Linked DNA regions of Hordeum vulgare: region 2 is linked to region 1. A link is a contact called in public Hi-C data. All regions are on one chromosome and are shown on one strand. The core of a region is the stretch at or near the end of the contact, and the rest is flanking DNA. Distances in the headings are between cores, read along the strand shown. Region 1 holds the start of LOC123448181 (scarecrow-like protein 3). Region 2 holds the start of LOC123448184 (heterogeneous nuclear ribonucleoprotein Q-like).

What was found. Hi-C and Micro-C count contacts between places; a contact is called where the count stands out from the background.
Region 2: a contact with region 1 is called in a Hi-C map of seedling, with 5 times the contacts expected there. The contact joins the promoter of LOC123448184 here to the promoter of LOC123448181 in region 1. A contact is called at or near these places in 2 of 6 Hi-C or Micro-C datasets (leaf and seedling).

What each region holds. Positions count from the first base shown.
Region 1 is chr4H:143,994,805-144,002,415 of MorexV3_pseudomolecules_assembly, forward strand. It overlaps LOC123448181 (scarecrow-like protein 3), which reads left to right and starts at 3,111. Exons shown (of 2, transcript XM_045124992.1): 1 at 3,111-4,863; 2 at 6,256-7,611. The coding sequence starts at 4,486. The coding sequence ends at 7,218.
Region 2 is chr4H:144,741,603-144,748,663 of MorexV3_pseudomolecules_assembly, forward strand. LOC123448184 (heterogeneous nuclear ribonucleoprotein Q-like) reads right to left here and starts at 1,640. Exons shown (of 10, transcript XM_045124995.1): 1 at 1,558-1,640; 2 at 791-892; 3 at 136-594; 4 at 1-61. The coding sequence starts at 567. LOC123448185 (50S ribosomal protein L24) reads left to right here and starts at 1,870. Exons shown (of 5, transcript XM_045124997.1): 1 at 1,870-2,073; 2 at 2,173-2,268; 3 at 3,483-3,586; 4 at 3,672-3,808; 5 at 4,382-4,788. The coding sequence starts at 2,014. The coding sequence ends at 4,464.

The DNA.
Region 1 (7,611 bases), core at 1,861-4,360:
ATGTTATTACAAGTTAAGGAAAACTTGCTTTTCGCAAAAGCTGCATACTAAAGATATATCATATTGCATTATTGCCTTGTTCCTCATCATGGGTTGCTTGCGAGTACATTTAAAGTACTCATTGGCTTGCCAGTGGTTATATTATTTGACCAGACATGGAGGAACCGGATTATGGAGAAGAATTCATCGTCGGAGATGGACACGCGAACTAGGACGTTTTCCAGTCAAAATGCCTGTAGGTTAAGGCTGATGGCATGTGTTCACGTTTTCTACCAAGATTTCCGCTATTAGTTGAGTTGGTGTGATTGGCCTTTAAGGCCCTATCTATATAAGACTTGACCATAATGGTCCCTATCTATATCAGACGTTAATCATGGATGTAAGACTCTTGTTATTCAGTATCTGTGTGTTCAATGAGCATTGATCTCTGGGATCACTGTACACGTTCATTCCGGATCTCGACTCGTAAGTCGGAGTGCCCACAAGGAGGATGAGAGCCCATAAGACAAACTTGAAAAAAAGTCACCATCCGCCTGCACACCACACTTGTGAGGACTAAAAAACTCTAACCCAAACTAGTAGCCATAGCGGAAGCACCGGGATTACTCTCCCCTCCACCGGCCGCTAGAGTGGCAGCCAGAGCAGAGACAAATCCACGGGTTTGCCGGCAAATCCTAGAAGGGAAACTTTAGGGACGGTTTTAATGACGGACGAAAAAACCAAAGAAATAATTAACAAATAATTTTTTTTGTGGGACATGGTGGTTAATTTACTTCAGGTTTATGGACAACATAGGGTAGGCAGATGGACGAAAAATCAAAGAAGCACACCGTCCTTTATATTATTATTATTAGATATAAATATAAAGTATATATTTGTGTTCTTGTATCGTATTACATATTTAATGAAGGAAAAATCTAAGTAGACGCGCCCCATGCTGGCTGTCCGGTGCGGCGGCTCGGGTCGCATGCAAACAAGTGATTATCTGTTTTTATTATTATATTCCAAACAGGTTTGCAAGAGTAATGATACACAAGCCTATAAGCTGCTAAGCTAAAGTGCGCTGCACTTTACACGTGTGCCAGGTGCTAGTGCTATTCTCTTTGTATAAAATTGGTTGTTGTTCTTTTTTCGCTGCCATACCGTCCTAGCCTATGATATGGGATTAATTATAAAGGTTTAAACATTGTAGCTAGGTATTTTTAATATGATTAAGTGTGCATTTTTTAAAACATAGTTAACCAAGTAAGCAAGTATAACATATAATTATGATAATTTGATGTAATTATTTTGGCAAGCTAAATGAATAAAATGACAACTCAACACAATACAAATGACAAGTACTAGTACATATGTTTTTCTGGCAAGCTACATGAATATGACAACTCGACACTGTACAACTAAGATGTAAAATTAGTTGGCAACTAAGTTATCTTTAGTCTGGCCACTAAGTGGCTAATACTCTCAGAACTAATTCTGATAATTTGGTGTAATTTTTTTTGGCAAGCTATATGAAATAATAATGGCCACTCAGGTACAATTAGAAAGTGACAACTGGAATGTAGTTTTTTTTTTCTGATAACTAAGTTGATTAAATGTGGCTACTAAGTGGCTTATAATTTGACAACTAAATAATAATAATCTGACAGCTATTGATTAAAAAAAGGTGTCAAAACATGTCGATATGGGATGTAGTTTTGCAGATCTAGTTGCGAGAAAGCTAACGGTGAAAGCGGATCGTTAATTGGATTTATAGTTTAAGAGATAAATTTTTTTAAAAATTTAACATTAGAGGAATCTTTACTGACGTCATCCTGGTGTATCAATTTGCATGCACAGAAAAAACCGCCACACCGGAAGGCCTTGGTGCAGCGCCGCTATGTAGTGACATCCTTTAGAACATGCATGTATTTTTTTTATGTAGAGGCCGAAGGCAATCCTACATTTAAAAGAAAAAAAAAGCCAAGAAGTGCTGCTTTTTTAAAAACAGAGTTAAAATTTCATGGAGTCCAGAGGAGTCTACACTAGTACAACCCGTGTATAGTGATAATGAAAGCAACAAGGGCGGCCGGCCGGGCCGGGGCAGCAGACTAGTACCCATGTTGAGATTCACTATGTGACTCTTCCATTCCTATAATATTTGTACTATAAACCTAATAAGGCCTTAATCTATGTTTCCATGGAATTATAGTAACATAAAACAACCCTATAATCGTATTCAACTCGGTCTTCGATCGTGATATACTCATTCCTTAATGGTCCTCCGCGGCGGATATGGGGAAGCGGCAGAGCGGGCAGGCGCGGCTGGTCCGGAGCCACCTGAAGATGCAGGTCTCGTGGTATCCATGGGAGCACGCCATCTTCCTGATCTTGTCACCTGCCTCGAAGCTCTCCATGCAAACAGCGCACTCCGCCTCCCTCGTCTCCTCGACGGCTGCCTCCTCCAGCTGGGCGATGGCCTCCTCGGACGCCGGGACCGCGCCGAAGCTGTCGCCCCTGTACGTAGGCAAATCGACGTCTTCATCGCCGTTACTTCTGGCTCCGGGAATGAAGGCATGCAGGATAGAGTTAACCTCCCGTATCCGAATCTGTGTGATCAAGCCGCCTGGCATAGAGAATGAGAATGAGCGTGTCCCTTCGCTGGCGGCCGCGTCGTAATATGGGCCGGGGCCGTCCATGTCGCGTGAAGCGTTTATCGAAAAGGATCGCGTCAAGTCACCGCGGCGACGGTGATGATGATGAATCGGCAGTGTAGGAACGAGAGAGGTTTGTGAGGTGAGGGGGCGGAAACGAACGGGTCCTGCTGCTTTTGTGGGGGGAGTCCAGCAATCCGGTTCCGGGTGAGATTTCATTTCATATACCATCTCGGACTCGATGCCCGGGGAACTGAAAGCCCACGAGGTTGCAAAAGCCTAGCCCATACCCAATAGCCAACCAGAGAAAGCCTACCCGGTTGCCAGCTCTCAGCCCAAAAGGACGAAACGCTACGCTGTGTCCCGTGTCCACACAAACAAACCCGTCCTCTAATACTCAAAAGAAAAAGAAAAACACAAACCCGTCCTCCAATCCAATCCTCAAAAGAGAAAGAAAAAGAAAAACGTCCTCCAGCCAGGTCCGCCGCCGCCCCCGCCCCCATCCAGCCGCCGCCGCCGCCGCCGCCGCCGCGAAGAATGGAGCAGCTTTGGGGCACGCGGCGTTGCGTAGCTCCCACACAACTCACGTGGCATATAGATTTAGTGTTGACCGAGGAGATCGGGACTCTCTTCCACACCTACTCGTCCCCCGCCTGGAGCATCCACCGGTTAGCCTTTGCAAATCTTTGCAGACGGAGGCCGCATGCCTCGGATTCTTCGTCCCTGACCCCGATTCTCCCTTCGTACGGGGTGTGGCCACCAGCCGGGCATGGCCGGCACACCGCGCTGCCATGCCCCTGACCCGGCAGCCGCCCTTCTCCCGGATCACGGCTTGTTGAGGTAAATAGTACGCATGTCACCGTTTAAGATTTGCATAGTGAAATGACGTGACGCTGTGAAAATTGTTAAATGATAGTGCCCTGGCCCCGTGGATCGCCAATCAAGTGTTGGTTCATGTCCATTGGGCTATAACCCATATTGACAGTTCAGACTTCAGACACACTTGTCAAAAGAAATGCAGCCTTCACCAAGGCGTTAGTCAATCGCGGATTCACCGGACGCCTTGGGCAGGTTGGTGTTGCCCAGGCAGTGGCCTTCTACAACACCAGAAAATTACCACAGTACTAGTGAGTAATGATCAGTGTACCTGCTTAAAGATAGGATGGCCTGTGCCAAGGTGCTTACTGGTGTTGGTTCTGACTATTTTGGGCGTGCCTGTCATTGTCTGGGTTTGTGGGCTTCCCAAACATGTGTCCAACCAAAGCATGTTGCTTAGCAACTACTCCTATAAGTGCTGACAATGACTAAAGCAAAATTCCAAACATGATAACAATATATACTGGATCAGTTTTGCCACTGTAACTTCTACGTACAAGACGGATCTATGTTCTAATAAAGTAATAGTTCCAGTGTACCAAAACTCTTGTTACCTTGTTAACCCAGAATCAAGTCATCGACGATACACGCTTGTTGGAACTTCCAAAGAGTAGTCTTCCGTAGTCTGATCAGGTTGACTGCAATATTTGTCTATTTCTGCCCAGTGGATATGAAGGTGCCAAAGGAATAAAACGAAAATTCCAACAGTATTCCTTGGATACGTCAATATGCCAATACTTTGCCTTTACCATGGATCTTTCTAAATTCATTCGAACAAACACGGTAAAAACTTCTTAGCTTGTTGCTTTCGGTTCAATTATGTCTTAGACACGCAATCCTATGTATGTGTTAGACACGCTATCCTATAAATGTACCAGTGCCAACAACCAGAGAAGTTGATCCAGCCAGGACACCCAAGCACTAGTTCCTACGTCCTGTACGAACACAGCAATCCTTCCTCAAGAAGGCAGAAACGATGCACGCTCCATGCGCACACACTCAGGGCACGGTGGATGACTTGGCACAACTTGGCCCGGCCTTGTACGAGTGCATGGCGCATGTGATCGAAGGATCTTTTGACAAGACTGACCGCAGCCTTAGGAAGATCAGAAAGCTCGCCTCTCTAGTGGACGGGCCACTGCAGCGTATGTCCATGATAATCGCCGACAGCTTAGCCCGCCGCCTTCTATGCCCCATCCAGGGCTTTGCTGCTGCCCTCATCGACCCGTCTCGCTACCTCGAGCAGTCCTGCCTCCGGGCTGCCCGCGAGAACTTTGCCAGCATCAGCCCCTACCTCAGCACTGGCTTTGTCACTATTAACCGGGCTATGCTGGAACAAGTCCAGGATCAAAAGGTCAAACTCTACTTTAATTTTGCTTAAAGATGCAAAAAAGATTTCCTGACTAGATATATATGGCTGTCTAGATATATTTACAGCTATTTTTCCTGACTTAGTTTGGATTGGTTGTTGTTCCTGAATGTGAAATGGCATGCCTAATCTAGCTAAGTTGGTGCTATAATAACATGGGATGCATTGCTTATTTTCTTATAGGATTTTACAAGTTTCAGAATCAACGTTATTTAATTATGTGTTATGTATTACTGGCTTAGCATGCCAATTTTAGTCAGTACATTGGTAATGCAGTTTTCTCCATCTTGAATGTTTTGTTGACCTATTTGTTGAAGTGTTACTAATATGTGGAATTGTGGATTAGATCCCAGGATTATCAATAGTTGATGGGAATGAAAATCCAACTTACATATTGTGCTTATTGGTACCTATAATTATTTTCCCTGAGATGGTAATATTTGAAGATTATTACTCCCTCCATCTCGCATGAGGTGGCACCACAAGTTTTTTCCTATGACCAAAGACAATGAGCTGGATGTAATCTGGGGTGAAATTTGGACTGAAATACCCCTAATGAAACATACATCTGCAGTTAATTTATTTCATTTGGTATGCCCGGGGTGTGAAATGTTACGTGAACTTTTTGATAATTTTTTTGAAATGTTTTCATTATTTTTGGCACCTTTTGTGACTATATATTTTCTAGTAAACTAGTTTTAAGCCATGTGCTACTGTGTTAAGAGGTTCACTAGTTCAATGTCACAATATGTACCTGTATTTACATTGAATATGGGCTTGTATTGGTCAGCAAATCTAAACACATATAGTGTGTGCTTTTCTTAACTTGTAACCTCTCTAGTTATAATCAGGTCCAAGATATAAAATATGTTCAGTTCCTCTTGATTTATTAGAGATCTTTAGGATTCCCTCCTCTTCTGATCAGATATAATTTCTCTAGTTATGGTACTCGATTTGCACCATCAAAATCATGTCCAATCTAATAGAGTATAAAAACATTCTTGTTTCTCTCAATGAATTAGAGAATTTTTCAGATTTACTCCAGTACTGATTTCAGGATTGTTGTGGCACCTCTAATTTTACACCTGGTTTATATGTGTATAGAGATAGCATATACTGTTACCACAATATAGATCTCCTTAAGTAATGTCTCAAATTATGGTGCATATTTGAATAAAAATACATCATGGAGAGTAAGAGGAATCGGCATCCAAGCTTGATGCCTTGAGTTTCTTACTCTATTATACGCAATATTGGTTCTACCAGCAAGGCCAGGTTTCCTTCACTATTGTCTAGATTCCTGTGATATATTTATGACCACTTTGCATGCAGTGCAAGCTTGGGAACTTCTGAATTCTAATGATGGTGGCACTGCAGGTTGTCCGAATTGTTGACTTGTCTTGCTCAACCAGCCACCCGTGGCAGTGGCTCAAGATTCTTCATGATTTCCATGGCCGCCCTGGGGGCCCGCCCGAACTACGCCTAACTGTTGTCCATGAAGACATTGAGTTCCTGGACAACATGCAGGCGCTCCTGTGCAAGCAAGCTGCTAACCTCAAGCTATTCTTTCATTTCGACAAGGTGATTGGCAAACTCGAGACATTGGACTTCAGCAATCTCCGCGAGATCCTGAAGATAAACTTCGGTGAGGCAGTTGTGATCAGCTGTGCTCTACAGATGCATCGCCTCCTTGCAGTTGATGACAGTGTAACCCGCGACGGCATTGCTCAGCTCCAGCAAATGGCGAACATGGCTCGGCTTAAGCAAATGGCTTGCCCAGCACGCAGTCCGGCATCTACACTGAACTATCCACAGACACCATCCCCTCAACGCCAGATACCAAGATTGCTGGTGAGCTTCCTCTCCGCCATCCGCGCCCTTGAACCGAAGATCATTGTGATGATGGAGCAAGACGCGGACCACAACACCCCGCTGTTCCACGATCGGTTCACCGAGACAGTCCACTACTACGCCGCCCTCTTCGACAGCCTCAATGCGGTAGGTGCAGCCAACCCGCAGAGGGCACGCGTGGAGAGGGTGCTCCTTGGGGAGGAGATCAAGAATATACTGGTATGCGAGGGGGTCCAGCGGCATGAGCGGCATGAGAAGCTGAGCCAGTGGGAAATGCACATGCAGCGTTGCCAAGTTGACCATGTGCCCCTCAGCTTTGAAGCCATCAGGGAAGGCAAAGAGAGGCTGATGAGCTACGGATTGAGACAATGCAAGTGTGACGAAGGCAATGCCGACCTTCTGCTGTGCTGGGGTGCAACTCGTCTGTACTCCATCTCAGCCTGGAGACCACACAGCCAGAACGCAGCACCAAATAATGTGGCTGGCTAGCTCAGTAGATCTCCCAGTTCATGGTGATTTCTGGAGCTGCGGAGAAGACGCTGGTGCTAAGGGTATGCTTGAATGGCAACTCAAGTTGATTGGTGCGAACCTTAGGTATGTAGAGATGAAAGTGATGTGCTATTTTCTGGAGAACTGGCACCAAACTGAATTGAATTGTCAGAGATGCTGATCCGTTCATAGTACATCCTTGGATCCATATCCATCTCATCGTACTTTTACCCTGCCTTCACCAAAGTTAGATTTTTCACTTAGGATATGGTTTAGGGTGTCTTTTTTCTATGTTATTGATCATCTTTTCGGTTGGCCAGCTGAAAGAGAGCAGAGTTGGTTTTGGAGTTGCAAAAGAAGTGTAGTAAGATGGCATACGTTCTTGTGATTGCC
Region 2 (7,061 bases), core at 390-2,889, 750 kb after region 1:
TAGTTCTGAAAGTAACAAAAGCATATCCCCTACTATCTTTCTTGCCCAGCATTATTCTTACCTGCAGGAAAAAAGAGAATATGAATGCAGAAAAAACACATCAGAATGCTAACCCTAAGAGTAGACGGTACTCACTTCCACAACTTCGCCAATTGGTTCACATAGTTTCTTGAGATCTTCAGAAGATGCATCGCTGGAGATGCCCCCAACATATACTTCAGATCCATGAGGAGGAAGAGCAAGAAGTTCAGCATGCTTCTCTCGATCGCTCCCATCTTTGGCACCATCCTGCCGAGGAAGAGGAACACCTTCCGATTTACTGTCACTGTCATGACTAGCATCAGTTTCATCAAGAACTTCTCTTTCTTCAGGGTCTTCCTCCTCCTCCTCCTCTACCTCCTCTACTTCCTCTAAAATATCCTCATCCTCCTCCACCTCCTCCTCTACCTCCTCCTCAATTTCTTCATACTCAATTTCTTCCTCTTCTACCTCCTCCTCTTCATTATCATCAAACTCCAAGCACTCTTTTGGTTGAGCTGGTTCAGCATCCTCTGTTCTTCTAGGCATCTCGAAGAGCTCAAAGTTCCAAGGCAACTTTGGAAAGAGCAGAGGAGCCAAAAATATTGGGAGAGCAAATTGAGGACATGTGGATAGGACGAAAAACAACAGAAACAACTAGAACAATTGGTATGCAATGATATCAACTTGGATGTATCCATAGGTGCCAAACGGGATAGCATGGAATTGCTTAAGGGACAAACGAAGAAATTGCGTATGGCCAGGATGATACCGGGAGGTTCTCAAGAACACGGTCCCGAACAAGCACAGAGAAGAAAACAAAGAGTATACAAATGATGGCCAAGACGATGCAATTGGAAGTGTAACCAACGGGCTGATGGTTTAATTGAAATCCATGAAATGGATGGAAGGAAAAGAAGAAAAAAGACAGGAAAAAAAACACTATGAGAAGTAGATAACAACGTATATAATAGTAGCATCTAGGGTAAACCAAACTCTAGTAAATATAGCATGGAGCTGGTCAAGAATCTGACCAGTTAGAAAGATAAATACGTAGATTCGAATGTAATTCTTCTACAGAGACTAGTTAATTCTGCAAATGATTGGGCAAAAGCATGTGTGTGGGGGGGGGGGGGGGGGGGGTACACTGCAGCGGGATATGCTAGGATGTCCATTATCGCAAGTAAAGCGAGTGGCCATACAGATTGGATAAAGCAATCGACGCAAAAGGACACGTCCTTTTCGCCCAGGTTCATGCCACTAGGGCGTCTGCCCAAGCTGGACAAACACAAGCAGAGAAATCGAAGCAGCAAGCCCACGCCTTTTACCAGTTGAACCAACCGCAACAAGGGGATTTCACGAGGTATTCCTATAGACAGTCGTCGGCGACTTGGCGCCTCTGCCGCAGCAGAGAACCGAAATCGCGACCGAATCGGAGGCCGGGACAAGCTAGCGCGACGGGGCTTACGAGAGATGGCGCATGGGAAGAAAGTGGCCGCGAGGAACCGGAGAAATAGACAGATCTCTTGGCGAGTTTACCTCCTATATCGGTGAACGGAATCTGGCAGGGGGTGGAGCCGCCGGCGAAGGGTGGGTGGGGGAGGTCAGCTTAGCCCTAGCTAGAGGAGGAGGAGGAAGAAGAGCAGGGCGAGGTGGCGGCTCATTTAGAGAGGAACTTGCAGTCTGGCCCTCACTCTTTTCCGTCATCACACTCTCATCCCTGAGATCTCGCGAACCGTCCGATCCTGCGCTGACTGGGCCAGCACCGTTGATCTGCCTGCCTCCGGACCGGAGAGCCACGGGCCTGCGGCCTAGCTGCGTGGGTCATGCCAGTTTCTGCCGGCCCGTTTTGAGGCCCATCCTAGGTGGTTTTCTTCCTCCGGCCGCCCTCTCCCGCGAGCGCCGCCGTCTCTCTCCATCCACTCTCGCTCCCCTCCCCTCCCAGCCTAATCGAGCCAAGCCAAGCCAAGCCGCAGCCTGAGCTGAGAGGCAGGAATGGGGTGGAAGGCCGCGGAGAAGCTCATCAGGCACTGGAAGATCCTCCGCGGCGACAACGTACGCGACATCTCGAGAGATCCTCCTCTTGCTGCTCTCCTTGCTCTCGAGAGATCTCCTGAAATCTCCTTTTCTCTCTCTCTCTGAATTTGGCGCCAGGTGATGATCATAAGGGGCAAGGACAAGGGGGAGAGCGGGCTGATCAAGCGGGTCATCCGCTCGCAGAATCGCGTCATCGTCGAGGGAAAGAATCTGGTAATAGTATAATCGTCTGCACAGCTATCCACTCTTCCTTCCTCCTCTCGCGATTGCTTCGGATTCAGTGCTACTCTTTGGTGTCATGGGAGTGTCAATTTGCGTATCTTTGACAAGCTGTATGCAATGTGATGATACGTGCTCTGGGTGCTGCACGCACTACAGGTGTTTGTCGAAATTCCCACTGCACTCAAAGTGAATGGGGAACTTGTCTGTCTTAATTCCGCACGCTAATTCTTCAGGGCTAAGGCTAGTGTTGTAGCTGCTATGCTGCGCCTGCACAGATGTTATTTGGTGATTACTGCAGCAGAGGATTTTTGTTTCCCTTCAATTTTTATGAATGATGAGATAAAACTATACTGCCCACAAAATATAATTATAATATCTGTATTAATATAAGTCTGTAATAAATAGTAAATGAGAATCTAACTCTTCCCATCGCATACTGTGCATCCATAACGACATAAGAATACCAGAAGTACAAAATGAGCACATATTACTCGTAGGATGTTTGCCTAAGTGCATCATCATATGTATGATGGAGATCGGCTTTATGGTCAAATCTTGGACAAGTCAGGCAATACAAGTGTCACCTAAGGCGTGTTTGAAAGCCTGGAGGTTAGGCCTAATTCATTAAAATGGTAGGGAAAGGGGACCAAAACAACCCCGGCAAGATCTGTTGCAATATTGTCTGTGCCTATCTACCTTTGAGTGGTTAGCATATACAGTACCATATATTTTCCTTTCCTGGGCATGTTGGTGTCTACCAAGTCGTTGCAGTGCTATACGTACTTATGCTACAATGTTCCTCACCTCGTCACATGCTTTACTTTTAGTTAATTGTCAATGACGATGAGATACCATAAAAAACTGACAATAAGTTCGTGCGATGTTTTGCTGGATTTTTACATGTCCTAAACCCATAACAAACAAATGCTGAATGCCTCAGTTAGATAAATGCAGATTAATTTGAATATGGTGAGGAAGTGGCTGTAGTGAATATTGAACAGGAATTGTGAACTGCACAATGTTTGTCTTTCTAAATCTTTGTATATATACTGTAAGATGTTGCATGTTTATGGGGGATACTGGGTAACTGGACAACTGCAACCAACAAACTTAGTAATTGTGGATACTGGGTACTTAGTTGCATGTTTATGTGTTTCTCTTGCATTGAAAAGTCACTTAGTAATTGTGTGCTCACATATTTTCAGGTTAAGAAACATATTAAGCAAGGAGAAGGGCATATAGGCGGGATCTTCTCAGTTGAAGCTCCACTTCATGTTTCAAATGTACAAGTAATTGATCCAGTCACCGGGTAGGATACTTATCTTTTGATACCGTTATTTTCTAGAGATACATCTTTTATTTGTCTACATTCTAAAATATCTATTTGTCTGCAGGAAGCCATGCAAGACTACATACAAGTATTTGGAAGATGGGACTAAAGTAAGGGTCTCTAGGGGAATGTATGCGTCTGGTGCTGTCATACCTCGGCCAGAAATTTTGAAGGAGAGAAAAAAGCCGAGACCCACATCTCGTATGTTCATGTTCCATAACCAGATCCTTTTTGCTCATTATTAGTTGCTTTTGAAGTGCATGATTATACTGTTTAGAGAAGAATTAACTGACTTGTTATACTGCAATTGTTTGTGGACATCTGAATTCTTCATGATGCCAATCTCCACTTAATACGACTTTTTTTTTCATAATTTCGTCTCGTGTTGCTGGAATTTTCTTGTTCTGGAAGACTATGTTTTATGTTCCGGATCTGCGATAGTCTACTGTAGGTGCTTCTGCTAATGATGTTTGACTTGTTTGCTGCATTCTATATTTTATAAAGACTTTGACAGGCATGATAAAATTAGTTCAACAATAGTAAAGAGTGCAGAATAAATTGTGATGTTTCATGCTGTTCGTTGACAACGGTTGGAGAAAAAGAACAAGTCGGTTTTGTGAATAACAAACGAAATGCCGTAGAAATTTCCTGTACTTTTGTGTGGGGAGTACCTACCCACTAGTTGGCATGCGATGTATTGCATTGCTATATGAGCATCTGCTCATGAATACACGTCTATTTTGTAATTGGACTAATTTTCTTTGACTGATGCAGATGGCCCAAAGGATACACCAATTGAGGATGTGCTGGAGAAGACCTATGATGCCAAAGCTGGAATTGGTATGCCTGATCTATGAGAGGAGACGTCCACCATTGCTGAGAGTGAAAGAAAAAGAATTGGGCATATATGTGATCTATCCGTCCTAGCTAAAAGATAGTTTATTATGTCAGCTGTTCACGAATAAAACTAGCATCCGTGTTGTCTTTGCCAGCATCTCATGTGTTTCCAGAAATCTGTCCCTCAAGACCCTAAATGTTTGTCCCTGAACGGTAGATTCTACCACGGAAGTCCATGAATGCTGGCAAATAGAATTGTTTGATTGTACGAGAGAAACCCCCAAAAAGTACTGTGTGAGCCAGGCTGCTAGTTTATCAAGATCAGATATTGAGTTTTACTGTAATTTCTTTGTTTTCCAGCATGGTCCCTGAAGTTAACTGAATATGTGAGCGCAAAAACAAAAAAGAAAAAGAAAATAAAGTTGTTCATATATACTTCATCTGTTTCTAAATATAAGACATTTTAGAGATTTCACTATAAACTACATATGGACAAGACGTGTTTTAAAGCATAGATTTACTCATTCTTTTTGAACGTAGTCTATAGAAAAATATCTAAAATGCCTTTATATTTAGGAAGGGAGGGAGTATGTCGTGCCACCCAACCACCCACTCTCCAGCTTATATATTAGCAAGCTAGGAGCCACGACACTGTGTCTATTACAGTACAGTACAAGCTTCAGTCTCAGACTGCAGTTAGAGTGAAGAGTCTACCATTACCAACCAAAGGAAGCTACTCATCACAGGACAGGAGGGAAGCCTTCTTGTTCATCTCAGCTCTTCCAACCGTCTCCATCACCACAAGGTGCTCATGTCCTCCTCCTCATCGCCATCTTCTTGGATGGCCTTGCCTTCTGCGTCTTCCGTCTCCTCTGGCGCTATTTCAATCACGTCATCCAAGAACCTCATGAAGTCCTCGTCCTCCTCCTCGTCGCCATCTTTTTGGATGATCTTGCCGCCTACGCCTTCCGTCTTCTCTGGCAACACCTTGTCGTCCGTGTAGTCATTGCAGGCCTTTTGTTGGATCGTCCTCTTGTGGACTCCTTGCTGGATCGTGGTCTGGCTCTGGCCCTCTGCCATTGATCCAAGATCGGCCGCCTTGTCCTTGGTCGCCTGGCGCTGAGGCAGCGGCGCCGGCAAGAAGTTCGGCTGCTGCGGAGGACACCAGGACGGTCGCTTTGCCGGCTCCCACGACAGGATGGACGCCGGCTTCACCGCGGGACGTGTGTGAGCCGGAGCGAGAGCAGCAGCACGCATCCTCTTGGGGTGCGGCGGCTCGGCGATGGGAGGGGCTGGCCTCTTGGGCGCCTGCTGCTGCGTGGTGACGGGCGGAGGGACCGTGACGCGACGTTGCTGTTGCCCCGACGAAAGATCAAGGAAGCGCGGCGTCGCTGGCTTCTCGATCACTTGCTGCGGTCGTGCTTGTGGACGCGGTGGCGCGGCCATGATCATGATGCCGGGTTCTTGAACTCTGTCTCTGATGCGATGGTCTCCTGTTGCAGTCGCAGAGGACCACATTGGTGCAGGAGGCTTCTTCATCCCGGCCGGCGCCTGGGTGGTCGCGGGAACCTGTTCCTGTGGACGGCGCGGCTGCTGCGGCACGGCGACGGCCATGGCGGATCTTTGAGTTCCACGGACAAGCAGGTGATCCGCTGCAGCAGATTGTTGAAGCGCGACGGATCCCGGCTTGACGCTGGGAGAGACGTAGAGCCTGCACAGGATGCGCTCCTCCTTGCCGTCATCGAGGAGGGCGTATTGGTCGAATCCGCGGCAGTGGTACTCGTCCATGAGCCACTCGGACTTGCCGCTCTGGCCCTTGTACGCGTAGCGAAGCTTCTCGTGGTACCCGATCGTCTCGCCGGCGCTGTTCTTGACCTCCGTCTTGGTACTCGTGACCCAGCTACCGGCGCCGGCGGTGCGCTTCATCCTGAAGCCCGTCCCGGCTTTCTGCCGCCTGCAGGTGGTGAAGAAGAACCGGTGGTGGGTGTTGGGAAGGCGGGGCCACGCGGCGGCGAGATCCTTTGGCTCCGACTTGTAAACCTCGGCGTGATGGATGATTCCGGCGGTGTCAGGCAGCGGCTGGCCGAGGAGCCATGGCACCAGGTACGCAGCAATCGCCTGCTCCTCCGTCGGGTTGAAGCGCATACCCAAGCTTAGCGCATGGTAGGGGTCCGTCATTGTTCCTCAGGTTTCGCCGGCTGCTGGGCGATCAGCGATTTGGAGCAAGGAAAGGAAGCTAGGTCAGCGGGCCATGCGTATGGGAAGGCGGATGTTGGCTACCTATATATACTACTGTAGTATGGGAGTGAGTACGTGGTGTATATGGAAACAAACTACTCCATCCTTCATGATGCGATGATTCCGATCCCGACACAAACGCGGTACTATTGACAAACGAAAAAAATGTGTGATGCCACCCGAGTGTCCCGGACTCGCCGTACCCTTTTATCTTTTTTTTAGGGAGTGATATGCGCCGGCCCAAACTTTCGGCCTGGCCGCGCGCGGGCCGCAGGATCTACCAACCCCGCGTGTCCGCACCGTTGGATCCGCATGCAACATTTTTCCTCATATGCACCAATTTTTTTCAACGGTTGCAACAAAAAACAAAATTTGTAGA